Linked DNA regions of Anas platyrhynchos: region 1 is linked to region 2. The links are chromatin contacts, called in public Hi-C maps. All regions are on one chromosome and are shown on one strand. The core of a region is the stretch at or near the end of the contact, and the rest is flanking DNA. Distances in the headings are between cores, read along the strand shown.

Region 1 (6,308 bases), core at 2,957-5,456, 110 kb before region 2:
ACAGGAATACACTGCCAGGGATGTTTCATGTGGTCTACAAGAGAGTCTGGCTCCATAAAAGTTCTTAGAGTATCATCATTATGCTATCTCATTGGCTTCTGCTTTTGCAACAGACATGGGATTCATCTCACCTGACCTAAATTATCTTGGCCGTGTTTGAGCTGCGGACTGTCTCTTTCCTTCTGATAGAGAAGTCTAAACAACTAGCTCAGATTAGATGCTTTTCTTTTAGATAGATGAAGTCAAGAAAAATTAAATTAGTAAAATTAGTACTGCTAGGTAGGAATCTTGCAGGAAACATATTCACCATGTAATTTATTCTTCAAAGTTTTCAGGTGTTCACTGTCATAAATGGTATCTTTATCTAAATGTTCAGAAGTGAAAAGTAAAAGACAAAAACAAGCCTCCAAAACAGAAACAGAGTTAGAATTGTTGAGTATCTCTATTCAATCATTCTATATACCCCTATATGAACTTTTAAAGAATCAATTCAGTAGTAACTTAAAGCCTTTCCAGTGTCTTCAGTATGAGCTCACTTTGACCCTGGACCAAGTCCTAAGCCCAGGTGATCTGCAAAAATACTTACTTATTCCCTCGTCTTTTATTTGTATCCAAATGCAATCATGAATTGGTAAATTAAGGCTAATCTCTCAAATAAAAGCAAGTAGGCTTTAAGTTAGCAATACTGCACGTCTCTCTCTCTCTCTCTCTCTCTTTTTTTTTTCTTTTTTTTTTTTTTTTTCCTTTTTTCCTCTCATTTTATTAAATTTACAACTTAGTAGAGTGCTGGACGTGTAGATCTCACACAATACTAAGATGTATGGTGTGACTGTGTTAACATTATATGGGAACCCTGGCCAAGATTTTTAAAAGCTGGTGCCAGAAGTAAGACTCCTAAATAAACATCCAATTTGCCAAAATCATAGTGCTTTACACCAGCCAGTGAAGTCAGTAAGAGCTGCTGGATCTAACACCTATTAAAACTGCGACAATTATTTGGGAATTTTAATTTAAGGTATGTAAAAAAAAAATCCTTTTCATTTTATTATGTATCTTTAATTCAGCAGTGCTGTTGTCTGCTGATCATTTTAAAATACAATGATGCTCCCTATGAACTACAAGAGTTTCAATTTCAAATGTGTCAAAAACCTCGTTTTAAAAGAGACTTGTCACATTTACCCTTAGACCCACTTAACAATGAGATTCAAACACATAGGCTAGGTGCAAATTTGGGGACTTGATAACAGTGACTGAAGCAGGCATCTGCTGGGGAGATCTTGCAATATCCAGGCTGGAAATTTTCATGCATTTCACAAGCAGTACTAAGCACCAGACCAGCAAGGCACTCTCATGGGATCATCTCAAGTAGCCAGTGTGAAACATGAAAGAATGGAATACTACTTAAATCTCTCTCATTTTGGGGGATTAGATGCCTTAGCCTGGGCTTCCCTTCTGGTAGAGGTGTCCATTTGTTCTAGACACATGGACCAGAGCCATTCTGGGAGCTCCCCCCTCCTTCCTGTTTGAAAGTGTTTTCACTTTTCATGGGATAATTAGGTCTCAGCTTAGCCAAGAGTAGAAAGAATATTGCTTAGATGTTAAGCAGGAATGGAGAAGATCTGTTTTCCACTGGAAAGCTCTCTATTTTATATTACTCTTGCTAGGTTCTCTAGCAAGAACTAGAGAACCAGACCCTCCCTCGGAGGGAATGTACTAACTGCAGCCAGGCGCTAATACTGACGCTGTCCTTTTCGCTCAAGCTCTCAGTAAATTAATGTTTAACTACGTAGGAGTTAATATGGCTGTATAATCAGCATTCTCCTGCTGTGCAAGGTAGAGCTTTCCAAACTCCAAATGAGTTCCATTATCAGTGAACCATCAAGAAAAAAGCAGAGAAACACAAAAAATACCTACAGCTAGTCACTTCTGTGTTAAAAGGGGATCCTCTACCCACCCAACAAACTGAATTTTATGTGCATATAAGTTTAATGAGAAATGCAGGTTCTGAGGACTGAGCCACTGAGATGTAGCACTGAGGAACTGGTATGATGCCCAGAAGAACCTTAGGATATTGGGTACTTATATTTTTGGATATTCTGTGATTTACATGACAGCCAAGAGATGACTCTTGGGGCTTAAGCACTTAATGTGCTGGAAGGGACTCCGTAATAATCTGTTCTGGAGAAGGAACTTCAATTCCTGAGTATCCTAAATATGGTTTGGCTTCTTTTCTGTAGTCTGATCAGAGCTTCACAATACATTTTACATTTGGACACGCCCCTCTGAAACTTTAGTGTTTCTCTAGAGGATGAACATACTGTGACTGTCCATCTTGTAAAGATGTTCACAACAACCTTGCAGCTTAAGCCTGAAAGAAGATGGGGGACAGCATATTGAGTTAGGTTCTGCTGGACACAGATACAGCCAAAATTTTAAATTAAATCAACGTCTAATCTCACTACACCCCCCTAAATACGCACACACACACAAACACATGCACACTCACACAAATAGGATCCCTAACATTTTTATTTTTTTATTATTAATTTTTTTAGCTATAGACTGTATTCCACTCGATGTATAAGGTTTGTTCTAATGTCTGTCTTGAACCCCTTGTATTGCTTTTCCATTTAACACACCTGTGTTGCTGTTAGCAAAGGCTGACATAAGTGAACATTAATGTGAGGTTAACAATCTGAGATCAGCTAGGTGAGTGAACTTGACTTTGTATGTGGCACTTTGCAATTTTCTGCCGACCTCAGCACACTGGAAAGGTGACTGGGTTCGCAGCCTTTTGAAAGGCTGCTATGAATTGAGAGGTGATTCATGTTGGGGAGAACATGTTGGTACGTAGGAGAAGGTGGGGGAGGCTTTCTCAGGAAAATAAACCTATAAAGTGAAACATTTCACTTAATTAAGCAGCCCCATTTACAGTGGGAAGATCAAAGGAGAGAGGAATTGGAGAAGCAAAGAATGCAGCCTATCCCATAAAAGATCAGGTAAAGAGAAAGATAAGTCTAAAAATAACAAAGGAAACCTGTGCAACCCTCAGTGTTTTATGAACATGCTTATTAAAGCAGGAAAATTAACCAGACGTGAGGACAGGAGGAGGCTTTTGCCAGACAGTATTTCTCTGTGGCTCAGCCAAGTCACAATGGGATGGACACCACATCTCAATGAGGCTTTGCAATGTATTAGCAGAAGAAATAAAGGGATTTCACTAAAGAAAGGAAGAAAAACCAACTGAGAAAGAAAAGAAAAATTGAGGAAGATCACAGAAAGATCTGAGGGTAAAGGAACTTATTAGAAAAAAAAAAAAAAAAAAAAAAAAAAAAGAGAGAGAAAGAAAGAGAGAGAGAGAACCATAAAGAATACAGAAGCTCAGAACCATATATTGGTATTCAGATCTGGAGTGGAAAGAGGTGAGATATAACACCACAAATGGAGAAAAGCAGTGACTTCTGTGCTGGGCTGTTTCTTGTAGCAAAGAAGTCAATTAAACTGCAATATGCTTTGCTGATCTAGAAATCTAGATACATTGTATTCAGTTTCGCTTTGAATAGCAGTTAAATACCTGGGCCCTATGACATACCAGACTATGTATTAATCTGCATCTTTAAACACTGATGTTCCTCTCAAAAGCTGGTCTCGGTGCAATAGTTACAGTTATATAAATAAACTAGAACTGCTGTTTTCTTCTAATTCACAGATAAATCTTGTTCAAAAGTCTTCTGTGATTACTAGGAGGGCATTATGAAAATTCTGGTTCAGAACACAGAATACATTTTAAAGGAAGTCCTTGAGGATTTCTTTATCAAAGGATAATTTTCTGGATGAAACCCTAAAAGACTGGAAGAAAACTGGACTTGTTATCTGGGGGCAGCTGCAGATATGCAAGTCCAATTGTTTAGGCATCTAAAGAAGAAAAAGAAAAAGCTTTCTTGGTTTTCAAATAGCCCTTTGTACCAGGCTGCCTGCTGCTTGATTCTCCTCTCTCTCTTTTTTTTTTTCTTTTTTTTTTTTTCCTTCATCTTCCAAACTGAAATAGATTTCAAGCCTTGCTTCCATTTAATTTCCACCATTTCCACTTGCTCTTTAATACTGCTGGGAGAAATTGGAGTAGAAATGCTGCATGCTTTGCAGCATCTGATCACAAGTCAGCCTGGCCAGGGTCTCGCAGGACGCCAGAGGGCAGGCAGACCCCACTGCATCGCCCTCATGATGCTCAGCATTGCCAAGGTATGATATCATGGTCATGCTGGGAGTTTATCTCCAACACAAATTGCCACAGGAAGCATTTTGTCAAAATTTCAATATCAAAGCGGTCACAGCCTCTATAGTGAACAGCTTTATTTACTTAGGAGATAAAGGCAGCTGAGCAAAAAGTTAAGTTAGGGTAAGCAGTCTCTTGCTTCTGTGTAAATGCTGAAAAGGAAGTCAATGCCTCTCGCAAAGACAAACATCAAAGTAAATGGATTTCCTAGTACTGCCATTTTTAGACTTTGCCAATAACTTAAAATATAAGAAATATAAGATTAGGGCAGTTTTGGCTATGCTAAGCTTTATGCAACACTTAAGTACAGCTTAAATTTCAAAAATGCTCTAGTAACTAAAAACTGGACAGATTATCCCTCTTTGGCTTTGTTCTGTGCATTCCTGAATCACCCCATAGTTGGCAAGAAATGGTGAAATTAATCTTTATAGAAGAACATTTCAGCATACAGACACACTGCAGCATTCTGTGGGCATGTAACATGCTGCTTCTTTTCCTTGTCTTTGAGCCCTGCACTGCCCTTCCAGATCCCACCCTAAATCTGCTCAGATCCAGAAATTTGGCCTAGTCCACTTCAGGATTAGAGCAAGGTGTGAATCCACCTCTTATTTGGGTACTCTATTTTAAACTACCAAGCCCGAAGTATGTTGTAATCCAAGCCTATTCCAGCTCTGTAAGACTAATGATAAATAAGTATGCAGCAATATGTTTACCTTATCTACATAGTAAATATTACAGATATCTCCCTTTAGAGAACTTTCTTCAGTAAAATTCCACTTCCCTTCTCAGCTCCTGATCAGACAAACTCCTACAGAAATCCACTGGGTACAGAGTTCCTAAGGATTTTTACCAGACCATTTTCTCACGGCTGTTATCAGGTGTTTAAAGGAAGCAGTTAGAGAGTGAAGGGGTTGCTCATGGAAAATATCCATTTACTTTAAACTTTCCAACTTTTAAAATACTTTTGAGTATAGATATTCAAATCAGTGATAAAGATCAGCATTGACATGCTTCAGCTTGACATGTTTCCTTCCTTGTGAATCCCAGCTCAACCATGTGATGGCTAATACACTCAAAAATGCAATGAGCTTATGACCCATCTATCTGTGCAGAGTGTTCATCCTTATGGGGCACTGTGAGGTTTTCAAGAGAGTTATTTTAATCTCTTTAGATACCATGGGACCAGCTATTGTTCTCACAGGCACCATTTTTGTACTTAAAACTAAACGTATCTGCACTTCTTAACCAGAGCTGCGCATGCTAAAATAATAATAATAGTAAAAGAATTAAATGTAGTCTTCTTTTCTGGGGGCACCATATATTCTGCATGAGAGAGAGATGTGTAATCCTGCAGTGTCTAAATTAGGAGCTTATTTGCTCCAGCAGCGCAGATCTTAGGCTGGAGCTGCCTTACTGTTTATGGAAAGCTTTCCTTTCCCACCCGCCTACAGTTCTGAGAGGAGATAATCAGAGCACATGGCATGACCTGCTGAAGCTAAAGATGACCAAATGCAACAGGGAGCAAGGTAATGGACCAAACAGTTGGATCCACTGGATCCACTGGATGATGAAGAAAACACAAAGATACAAGAAAGAGTGTGGAAAAAAAAAAAAAAAGAAAGAGGTAAATGAGCAAGATAATATGGCTTGAAGCAACGGTTACACCAATGCAGATGTCAGAGAAATAGTGTAGGGACAACCAGGTGACTTCTAGGCAAGGTAGGAGCAGCAGTCCAACCTCAGTAGCTCAGTATTTGGCTAGATTTATGCAGCTCTCTAGTACTAATGAATACTAGAATTCAATGAATACCAGACCAAGATAATGTAAAGATGTCCTGGATAGTATCTGTCTTATTCTTAAATCACTGCTCTTTTACAGTGATTGTAGCAAGAGTTGCTCAAAGTTTTGCTGATGTTTTAAAAGTAAATGCATTTTTTAGACATACCCTTTTCCCCCCAGCTGTAGCTGTGGGTTCATGCCTTTCCAAATTTAATATCAAGACAGAAGTACAGAAAGCCTTTACTAAATTCTTTC
Region 2 (5,991 bases), core at 1,973-4,472:
ATTGCCATTGTTTAGTTTATAAAATACATGAAATCCAGACAGAATATTAGGGTGGGGGGGAAATTGTGTTAAGCACGACAGAAACACAGTAGTATAAAAAAGATGAAAATAGCACATCCATGGAGCAAAAATTTGTTTCACTCATAGTTTAAATACAGTCACCACACTGTATGTCTCTCAGACATGGCTTTGCTCTGAACTTCTCTGTTGCTTATTTGCAGTTGGAAAAAGTCCAGAAAACAAGGAAAACAAACATATCACGCGTTTACCGCATCTATTTGATTTAATAACACTCAGCATGCCCCTTAAGCATTTTCCCCATGTTAAAAAGACAATGGGCCAAATATAGCTCTGGCTGTCCCGCAGCCTGCCTTGCCAGGAGAGAGCGGTGGGAAATCCTGCGTAACCGGCACCGAAGGATTCCCTCATGTAGGAAACCTCAAAGACTACAGAGGTGGCTGAGTGGCCAATTCCAGCACTAGGGGTTTTAGCCAAAGAAATGCTGGTATGTGCTGGGAATTCAGCTGATTACTGGCTAATGAATCAGCCTCTCCAGAGCCTCAGGTAAATGGGATGTCTACATTGCAGCGGTGCATTGTGAAGAGACACCTGAGATCACAATTTCTCTATTTTTAACAACAAAAAAGTAAAACCAGAGTAAACACCAAGCAAAGATTAAAAAAAGAATCCAGTAATACGTCATTATTTTTACCACCCTAAGCCGACAGCATGCTCACAGAGCAACTCACAGTGATTATTACCTTCTGCAAATTAAACCATAAAAATCCTGACTTTGTGGGACAGTTACACCTCCACTTGTTCTGCGATAGAACAGGGAAAGAGAGGCTGATCATACCTCTCCTGATAGGACCTAAGTAAGGGCAGGATTTTGGGGGAGTGTTTCATTTTTTGGCTTGGCTTTTCATAATACATTGGTGCTTACAGTGCTGACTTGCCTGATTATCATTATTGAATCTCTAAGTAGTAACAATGCAGTATCCTCAAACACTTTAAAAGGCACTTTCACAGTGCACAACATGATTTTCCATTTTATATTCTAGCTTAATTAAAATAGGCTGTCAGCACAACAGCTGCAGAGAAGCAGGTGGAGGTTGGTGCTTGAGAAGAGGCTCTAAAGCAGGTATTGCCTTTCAAGGGACTTTGACTGCAGCTACCCGCCCAGCCATCTTTCTGAGATTTATTCACTTTACTTAGAACTACTGAAGGCACCTCTGTCTTCCTGGGATGACTGTCCCGTGAGCAGTCATTCTTATCTTTTGAGACATGGCAAAGGGTTCTAGTGAAGCTTCTATTTCCATTTCTGGTTAAAGCATGCCACGGGCAGAGCCTTCATGCACTCTGCAGGAGACTTGGGCTCCAAGCTCTCTGCCTGGTTTGGAGGCACATATCTGTACTTCAGCACTGCGTCTACCACTCTGTTCAGCCAGCGCTGAGAACCCCTGTTGGACTGATCCAGTGGCAAGAAGATGGAAAGTAAATTTAGTTCCTGGATCTCAGGCTAGTCTGGATGTCCAAGCCAAAATAAAGTTCAAATAAAAGTGAAGCCAAGCTGCTCTGCCTGATCAAGGCTGAGCAGGACTTGTTTTGGAAACTTTAAGAAAGAAGAGGTATGACATCTGCAGAATTTGGGTACCTCTGTCTGGCAATAAGACTATAATTATGGTTTAAAATACCCAAACTCCTCTTCAGAAAGACAGTTCAGAAAGATAGTTGGGAATGACCTTGGCCCCTACACACCTTGCAGGAAACTATGACCACTGCTTTTCTGAATCAGGCCTGTAGTAAGCTAAATGAGCTAAATAAAGGCAGGTGAAAGTCACATCAGCTATACTAATGAGAGCTTGAAAAACTCCATTAAAATATTTCACATTATAGTAAATCACATACTAATGGTTAGCAGCAAAATCAAATCACTCTAGCTATTACACAGATCAGCAAGTCAAGTAGTAAAAAAGAGAAAGTGGCATGCTAAAATCCTTGCAAAAGTTGTACTCTGCATCTTCATGACCTCTGCAAGAGCCACAGATGCAGGGCTGAGCTGCTGCTTTCTCTGCAAAGTGCTCTCTGCTGATGGTCAGATTGCCCTATTGATCTCTATTGTTCTCGGACAAGTTTTGCCATTTCAAACCAAAGGTGTTTTGTTTGTTTGTTTGTTTGTTTGTATTAAAGGAAACATAGGTGTCTGTTTTACGATTCTTCAGTACAGTCACCAATTACCTAAAGCACTTAGGAATGTTTCCTTTCTGGTAGCAACAACTTTCGTTTTGTAATATTCGCTGCAAAACAAGAAGCTTTACCCCCCTCTGTGTTATTGCACAAAGCAAAAGAGGAGTTGTCTGTGCCAAAGAGGAATAATCTCATTCCACCGAGCACCCCAGGCCAGCCAGGTGCTCTGCTGCTTCAAGTGATGGACACATCCAGCAGAGTCGCGCTCATGGCAGAGCTGGTGGACTCCACGGGGAAGAAGAGATTTTGCCACCCTTCCAGCAAGCAACAGTTTGGCTGATGCACATGAGCCACCTATCCCCACCCTGCCCTTTGCATCGTCCCCAGAAACCTACACGAAGCAGAAGGGTGCCGGTGCTGCGGGACCCAACCCTCTCCCTCCCTCCGCACCGCACCCAGACCTGCAGCCTTCAACCCCCGCTCCCCAAAACTGCAACCTCCTCGCCCCGACCCCAAAACTCCATTTCTGCTTGCTCTCCCGGGGCAGAGCCGGGGGATGCCCCGCATCCCTGCTGCGCCTCCCAGCTGCTGAATGACAGCCGGGCAGGTGGCCCCCAGTGGAGGGGAACGAGCACGGATCTGTGTGTGTGGGGAGAGGGACCCAATGCACTTTCCCTCCCCCCCACCCCCACCCCCCCCACCCCTTTCCTCGGAGGCAAAGCGCGGCGCAAAGTGGCGGGGGTCCCGCGGGGGCCGCCTGGTACCTGCCGGGGAGCCGGAGCGGCTGCGAGGTGCGGGGTGAGCCCGGTGCGGGGCCGGGGCCGGTGGCTGGGTTTTGGGAGGCGTTGCGAGAAAGTCGAGCTCCTCCCCGGCGGCGCCGGCGGCGACGGAGGGTCTCGCTCCTTCTGCGCCGAGTGTCAGACTTTCCCCTGGCTTCCCTTCCTCCATCCCCGCCACCCCTTTCCACTCCCTCGCACGCACATGCACACCCCTCCAGCAAATGGGCTGCTTGGCGTGCGTGTGTGTGTGTGTGTGGCTGTGTGTGCGTGTGGGTGTGTGTCAGCCAACCCAGCCTCACACCCACTGCTGCTGCTCCCGGAGCCGGGCACAGCCCCGGTCACCGGGAGGTATTCGGGGAGGCATTTTGCTCCGTGAAAAGCAGCTCAGCGCACCCACGGACACGGCAGCAGCATGCCCACTGCGCTGAGATCGGGCACACGAGGCCCCTGCACTCGTGGCACTTTCCCCTGGTCCACAGACCTTGCCTGCTCTTGCAGGATCCCCTGTGTGTTTGCAACAGGAGCATCTCTCCCTAATATTACATGCGCCCTGCACAGGTGCTGGTCCAGATTACAAAGTCTAAAGCAGCCTCAGGTCCTCACCTTATTCGCATGGCACGTTGCTGCCAGGGAAAGTGACTCGGTGGTAGACTGGGCGTTAAAAAAAAAAAAAAAAAAGGCAAGCTTGCCACACTCTCTGATAAGGAGAAAAGAGCTGGGCAGTGGCCCAGTGCTAGGGTTTGGTGCACGTTTATGGGAAGCCCATGTGCAAAGCTGCCAGGGATACATTTGCTTTCGCATTTATTTTTGTTTGCCCATGGAATGTGCTACATCAGTGGTTCTCCAGCTTTCGCATGCTGCACACCACTTCCTAAGAGAGAAATTCTCTCCTGGACTAACCCACTCCCACACCAAACCCTTCTCCCCAACACATTTCCTTCTGTGGCTGCCCAAGGAAGAGCCTTTCTGCCCACAGGCTGAGAGCCATTCAACACATGGCACAGATAGTATCAGACCCTTCCAGACATGACACACTGCGGCTCTGTCAAAAACTGCATTTCCTTTAGTGAAGAGCTCAGATTGAAAGTCTTCAGCTGGTGACTCAGTTGCAGAACAGACCCCAACTGTTGCTCCCATGAAATAACAGCAGAATCAAAGAAGTCCAGAGGAATATATTGGAGTTTCCACCGCATTACCCATGGCATCAGGACTTCATCCTCACCTACTATTCATGTCAGATGGGTGGTCTCGGTGTAGTGTAGAATCTAAATATCTTTTTAAAAAAATCATCAAAAGCTGGTTTTACGTGTTTTTATCTATTTTTTTTTTTAACAGTTTGTTACTACAGTACCAACCTGTTGTTTTTGTAAGTTCTGTACACAGAGATACACAGACTCTGCTTGTCTACATGTGCCTCATATGCCCACAAAATAAATGGAGCAATTCAAAGACAGGTTGTTCCATAGCTGCCTTTGATTACTGCTGTTTTAAGGCCTCCAAAAGGGAGGCCTGATTCAATTCCTGTTTTTCCCATTTCATTACATTGTCATCAACAAAACTTTCCACAGGTTTAACCCCTAGATTTGATAAAATTATCATTGTGATAGGTAGGATGCAGTTCAGAGCAGAGTTTGTTTTAAATTCCTATGGAATAATTATTGCATTTCACCTTGTTTCTAGATCCTGACTGACTATCACAGGCACTTTTTTATTAACTTCTTTTTTACACCAAAGGAGTTCGGCAAAGAGAAAATGAGAAGCAGGTTGATGGAAAGAAAATCCCTGTTGATTTTTGTAGCATTCAATAAACAACATAATTGAACTTTGATGTGTTCTGAAAGCATAAATCCTGGTTAAAAAAAAAAAAAAAAAAAAAAAAAAAAGGTATGAAATATACTGCTTGCTTCATATACTGGAGATATTTCAGACTCAAGTGAAAAAGAAATCAGTGTGAATGTCCCCTTCACTCATTTGTTGAAGGTGTTTGCAGTTTCTCTGAAGTGTAAAAAAACTTTTTTGGAAATAGTTTTATTTTAAGAGCTGCTTTTCCTTCTTGCAGATCATAAAAACACATATTCTTAGTGGAATAAATAGCAGAAAATTCATCGTTCAAGAGTTATACAAAAGAATTTGGGAAATAATTAAGCTCTTAATTTATTGAAACGGAAGAAACCAAGAAAAAGATGCCCTCTTGTGGCTATTTGCTGAATGAAAACGGAAAGAAAAATTTCTGTGCAGAGAGCACGATATGAGCATGCCTTTTTATTCTATTATTAAGGCTGTACAACAAGGTTACACAAAGTCATACCATGGACACAGGCTGAGGAGACATTCACCATCTGAACAATGTCATTTTAAATGATTAGTTAATACAGTTCTTGGCATTGTATTTTAAATCACTATTCAGAAAATCCTAATATAGGTAAGTACAGCAATATTGGGAAACTCTCTGAGTGACCTTTTTGACCAGGGCTGTATCTGCCCCTTACAGGGTGTTAGAAGTGCCCTGAAAGTTATAGGAATTTCTGCCAAATTTACCAAAATTAGCTAAAGTTTTTATAGGAAGAGAAAAGTTCTTTACAATATTTTGAAGATGTGAAGATTATAATGATGGCAATGATGTTTACATTATTTGTCCTACCAAAGGGACAATTGGGTGGAAGATGTGTTCAACAGGTTCTTACAAATGTGAAATTGAAAACTGTGTTTTCTCTCTCACTTTCTTTTTCTCTTTCTTTCATAACTATTTGAGGCTCCCCTAAGACCAAATTCCACACCCAGTGCCCTGGGCAACTGTTCAGATTTCCTGTAAGGCTGAGTGGCTCATAAAAGAGCAGAAGTTGAACATCAGATATCTCCCTTTTCCTTCTCTCATTGAACAGTAGTACAAACATGAATTAAGAGACCAAATGGATATTTAGAAAATAATTAAATTTAGGAAGAGTGGTAAGTTGTTTTTGTTAATTTCTATTCCCTTCTTTTTCTGCTTGATCATAAGTTTGAACACTGTCCAGTTACTGTAATG

The links. A called contact is a pair of places that touch in the nucleus more often than the background predicts.
Region 1: a contact with region 2 is called in a Hi-C map of subcutaneous adipose tissue, with 2.7 times the contacts expected there. The contact joins the enhancer-like site here to the promoter of SEMA3D in region 2. A contact is called at or near these places in 5 of 8 Hi-C or Micro-C datasets (F1 follicle, F5 follicle, skeletal muscle and 1 more).

Annotation. Positions count from the first base shown.
Region 1 is chr1:8,771,374-8,777,681 of IASCAAS_PekinDuck_T2T, reverse strand. All of the region lies in intron 11 of SEMA3D (semaphorin 3D), which reads right to left. Among named protein-coding and RNA genes, the nearest start is that of SEMA3D, 110 kb to the right of the region's middle. Within about 2 kb of position 4,206, at least 1 of the 8 cell types and tissues checked has an H3K27ac peak or open chromatin away from gene starts, as enhancers often do. A contact at or near this core is called in subcutaneous adipose tissue, where this site is marked.
Region 2 is chr1:8,659,733-8,665,723 of IASCAAS_PekinDuck_T2T, reverse strand. SEMA3D (semaphorin 3D) reads right to left here and starts at 3,222. Exons shown (of 18, transcript XM_027460118.3): 1 at 2,952-3,222.